2 separate regions of the Rattus norvegicus genome follow, and region 2 is linked to region 1. A link is a contact called in public HiChIP or PLAC-seq data. All regions are on one chromosome and are shown on one strand. Each heading gives the region's core, a stretch centred on a gene start, on an enhancer-like site or on the middle of the called end of the contact. The rest is flanking DNA. Distances are from core to core; before and after follow the strand shown. Region 1 holds the start of Cct4 (chaperonin containing TCP1 subunit 4). Region 2 holds the start of Usp34 (ubiquitin specific peptidase 34).

Region 1 (2,510 bases), core at 5-2,504:
CGATTTTTCAACATCCCAATAACTCCACCACCACATACATAATTAATGAACCCAATAAATTTCTAGGTGTCAGGTATTCACTCCAAACTTCCAAAAGACTCTTCGACCGACCACCTTGCCAACTTCTCCAACTCCTTAAGGTCCACCCTGCACCCTCACAGCACCAACACACTGCGGTCACCTGGGCTGGTTGACTGCAATACTCCCAAGGTTTACTTCGTACAGGTTCACATTTAATTCTCCCAGCAACCCTGCAAATAAACTGTTCCCTCACCCAACTTACAGCTTTATTGAAAATAAAGCCAATGATTCCCTGGGTTCCAGGACTTTCCAAAGACAGGACAGCAATTTCACTTCTCGAATCATGCATCTTTTTCTCCAACCCAAATAAACCCTGGCAATATCTCTAAAAGCTTTGTTCTTAATTTTCCTTCCATATTTTTTTTTCTTCTCCAGTTCGGTTTCTCTAAATGTTCACAATTACAGAAAGCAAAGATTTATCTTCCCCGGACTGATAGTAAGGGAACTTTGGTTCAGAGGTCAAAAACATGAAATAACACATGCAGAGAATAAAACTCAGGCCTGTCTGTTTTTCATCATGTTCCCCACGTGCAGGTTAAGTGGAATTTATGCTGTCTATCCACGGAACCAAAAAAGAAAGTTCATTTAACTATGCCGTCTACCACTAGGTTTAACGAACAGCCAAGCTTTAGTTCTGAAGCGTCAGATCTCAAGGATCATTGCATTTCAGCATCTTATACCATCCGTTGTCCGCACCAACGTGACGAACACCGCCCAAGCCCGCAGGGGATGAACTAGGGAGCACCGCGACCCACAATGGGGCGTGTCCGAGGCCTCCACGCCGGAGTACTCAGTAGAAAGCTGCGCCCACCGGACGAGACCACCTCTGAAGGAACACAACCCACCCAAGGCTAAGGTCACAGTGAGAGGCTGGGCCGTATTGCCGCTAGGCGGGCCGGCGAGGGGTGATACCTTTGGCCGCGGAAATGTTGCTGAAGCGGATCTGGGCCGGTTTGTCGCGGTCCTGGTAGGCGCCTTTCCCGCGGTTGCCCGGCCCCGCTGCGGGCGGCCCGCTTCGGGAAGCTACGTTCTCCGGCATGGCGACTTTGATGGCGTCTGCGCGGGTTCAGGAGGACCGATGGACACGGATTCCGGCCTGCTGTGGAGTAACGGTCTCCCTGGCCGCCGCCTCCACGAACCTTCCAGAAAGCGACGCCGGGAGAGAAGGCGGAAGCCGAAGAAGGGGCCTGCGGTGGTGCCGGCGCAGATATGACGTCAGGGGCTGTCCGCCGCACGCCGGCCGCGGAGCTCGCGCGCGGAGATCCCGGGAGCGGACAGTCAACCGGTCCCTGTGCCTGGGCGCTGAGATGGAGCGGGAGGTTTTAAAGGCGTGACAGGTGCCATTCTATGTAGACCGGAGCCACTCGCTCCTGCTAGTCATGTTGACGAAGCCGTGACAGCCCTGGCTTTGTTCCGGAGTGGGTGTGGCGCAGCCGGCATTTTCCAGACATCTATATCAAAATTCTAAATTTTATTCCTAGTTTATTCACTTTGCAAAGGTGTTGGAGGAAAAATTTGCCATGAATAAGTTTCTTCCCTTGTGTATATATTTTTTGCCTGCCTAGGGGTTTAAATACACTGGTCAAATGGCACAGAATCTTAATAGTTGTGGAGCTGTGACTGCCTGCCAAATCCAGTCTGCCTTCTAGTTACGACCTCTTCCATAAACGTAGCCACTGACTCTTAGGGAACATAAACATAGTAATAACTGATTAGTAGTTATCTGCTGAACAAAGTGTGAAGCCTTTACACCCTTTACCTTACCTATTCCTCCTCATAATCCCGTGAAATAGGTGCCATCGTCTTTGCTTTATGGATGATGGCACTAAAGCCCAGGGTCAACCACAGTAAGGCGATGGAATCTGTCTCTAGGTAAACTTCCAAGGTTTCTATAAGCACTATCATTGACTAGGGAAGTTTATATAGGTAATACCTGTTCACTAGTAGTTCACAGTTAATCATTGAGAACCCATAAGGTGCCACATGCCTGCAGTAGGTTAAGGAAAAATTGTTTTATGGACTTAGTCCTGTGATCACGAGGAGCTTTGACACGAACTCAGGCTATTAAGACTAAGATGAAGTTTTCAAGTCCTCCCCCACTGCACCACCCCCTCCATCCGGGGGATACATCTTTTTCAAAGACTAGTTTACCCCTCCCTCACAGTACATAAACATTCTATGGCAGTTGAGACAACTGGTTTATATGAAAAGAACAGGTGCTGGTACTGTGGTGGTTTGAGATGACCCCCCCCCACCCCCAGTTTCAGACAAATACTTGGTTCCCAGTGGGTAGCTCTGATCAGAGAAGCTTAGAAGGTGTAGTCTTGCTGGAGTAAGTGTATCACTGGGGACAGAATTTGTTTCAAAAGTTGCCAGGCATTCCCAGCTGCTTCCTGTTCACAATTTGAGATGTGAGCTGCCCCTGCCCC
Region 2 (2,510 bases), core at 3-2,502, 290 kb before region 1:
ACAAATATAGGAAAATGTAGTTTGAATATATACAAACACCTACTTTAATCTGTCAGGAAGTAAATACATACCTGAAAATAAATTACAAACATTTTAGCCATTAAAGTGAAATTCAAGACCATAACAGAGTAAAAATTAAAAAACCAAAAGGGAATTCCAGTAAAAACCGACTGTTTAAAGGAATGAATTAAAAGGTTTAGCTAGTTCTGAAATCTGTCAAAATATCACACTGACTATGAATTCCAATACCTCAAATGAACATTTCTCACAAATCAAGTATGTGTAAATTATCTTTTCATCTAAACCATCTCTTCCAGCCTGGGCCTCTGGGCCCATAAGTAGCCGACGTGCAATATATCCCTTGTTCTTTAAGCAGAAATGCAACCTTGCAAGGCCAAAAATAAAATATGTAATATAATAATAAAGAATAAAGAGTAAGGCCTTTCATTTTCGGAGACAGGCCATGACTACTCGGGGTGGTTGTCGTTGGTACAGAGATCTCCTTACAATAGATTTTACTACTTAAGCGACGAATGGTACTAAAGAAATACTATCGCCTTTATTTTTAATTAAGGTAAGACAGCTCCAATCATCACTATTGCAGTTCATTTTCTGCTATTTAAGGGCTGGCAGATGGATTGAATACACCCACACACCCTCAAGGGAAGGAAAAAATCACCACCCTTCTCCCAGGGACTTTAATGAAAATTAGCAGGTAAGCCAGGCCTCCCCGGCACGCTGGAAATCAAAGAGGGCGGCCCTGAGGCTCGGACTGCGGAGCAAAGCCTAGCCCTGCGACCCCACCTCCCTACACCTTCTCGCAGGGGGAAAGGGGCGGAAGGGCTCATTAGTGCCTTCATTAATTGACACCTGTAATGAGGAAACTTTCCGAGACCGCCCAGGCCTGACCGGGCCCGGGCTGCGCCGCGGCCTCTCGGGCGCCCAGGTAACCCGGAGGCCTGGGCCCGAGGCGCCGCGACGGCCCCGACACCACGCACCTTCCCAGGCACACAGGCCCGGACGCCGGGCCGGCCCGGTCGCCGCAGCCCGCAGGCCGCGGAGGGCAGGCCGGGCAGGAGAGCAGCCCGGGGACCCCAAGCCGTGCACCCAGACAGGTCCCCTACCCGGCTACTTACTTTCATTTAACACCTCCACCAGGTCTGCGCAGTTCTCGCACATCGTTCGGCCGCCGCCCCCCCCTCCCCCGCTTAGGATCGCACTGACTGATCCCGACCGGCGGGGGGGAGGGGACAGAGGCAGGGGAGGGGGCCGGCCTGCCGGCGGGGCGGGGAAGCGGCGAGGGCGGGCGGCGGCGAGGACGGGGCGGGGAGCCGCGGGTGGGGGAGGGGGCCGGCGGGCCCGGGAGCGGGAGCGGGCGGGGGCGAGGAGGAGGGTGAGGGAGGTGCAGGCCTCAGGGGCGCCGAGGCCCAGGCGGCGGGGGAAGGGGGAAGGACGGGGGAGGGAAGAGGGAGGGGTGGGTGGAGAGAGAAGCAGCAGAGTCACTTCACCACCGACCAGACGCCGCGGCCACCGCCGCCGCCGCCGCCGCCATTTTAATGGAGCGCTCGGGCTGCGCTCGGCTCTTTCCGCCCAGGCGAAGGAGCCGAAGAGAGGCGCCTCGCGCTCTCATTCCTCCGCCCTCCCTTGCTCTCCCCGCCCTCCGCCTCTCTCCGCACACACGCCGCACACCCTGCCGGAGCCTCTGGCCGCCCTCCCTTTCCTCTTCCGTCCAGCCTCCCCGCCCTCGGTCCACCCCCTGTGCGCGCTCGCCCACCCCGCCCAGCCCGGATCTCTGTCAGCGGCCGGAAGGGAAGCGCGCCGCCCGCTGCCGCGGGGGGAGTCGGGTGAGTGGAAGATGGCGGAGGCTGCGGGCGGGTCGCGGTTACGCGGCCTCTCCCGCCCTGTTGGGCTTCGAGCTCCGAGGAGGCTCGGCCAGCGCTGAGGTGGGTGGCCCGCCCAGTCCCCTGCCGCAGCGCGTCGCCCCCCTTGTCTCCCGCTGCCCCGAGGGGAAGCGGTGGACTTTGCCGTCATTCGGGTACTTTGAAGGTGGAGACAGCCGCGGGTCAGCGGATCCCGGCACGCGGCTCGCTCCCCACCTGGCTTCGTGAGAATGGAACAGCCCAGGGCGCGTCTTAACCTGAATCCCTGTTTATCGCTGTCGTGCGGTTCTGAGAGACACCTTGACAGGACTAGAAATGGCGCGATTGAGAAACCATGACATCTCGTTTTTACGCATGAGGTCTCATAACGTGCGTCTACCCATTCATTCCTCATCGGAAATTGTCTATTAAACATTTTCATCGGAGAAAGACAGCGAGAGCCACTACCCGTGAGGAACGAAGCCCGGCATGATGGTTTACGGCAGTACTTCCTAAACGCAGGCAGGAGGGTTGCTCTGAGTTCGAGGGCAGCCTGAGCGACTTTAAGAAACCCCCCAAACCCCTTCGCCAGTGTCAAAAGAAATGGGAGCCAAAAGGGAACAAGAGAAAGGGACACTCAGATTAAGTTTG

Evidence for each region. HiChIP or PLAC-seq counts read pairs in DNA pulled down with a chosen protein or histone mark.
Region 2: an H3K27ac HiChIP or PLAC-seq map of oligodendrocytes shows a contact between it and region 1, with 4 times the contacts expected there. The contact joins the promoter of Usp34 here to the promoter of Cct4 in region 1. A contact is called at or near these places in 3 of 12 Hi-C or Micro-C datasets (frontal cortex, hepatocytes and kidney) and 1 of 1 datasets of contacts at active chromatin or transcription factors (oligodendrocytes).

The regions. Positions count from the first base shown.
Region 1 is chr14:101,191,801-101,194,310 of GRCr8, reverse strand. It overlaps Cct4 (chaperonin containing TCP1 subunit 4), which reads right to left and starts at 1,254. Exons shown (of 14, transcript NM_182814.2): 1 at 994-1,254. The coding sequence starts at 1,120. LOC134481877 (a long non-coding RNA gene) reads left to right here. Exons shown (of 2, transcript XR_010057758.1): 2 at 1-2,510.
Region 2 is chr14:101,485,895-101,488,404 of GRCr8, reverse strand. Usp34 (ubiquitin specific peptidase 34) reads right to left here and starts at 1,252. Exons shown (of 80, transcript NM_001271196.2): 1 at 1,137-1,252. The coding sequence starts at 1,179.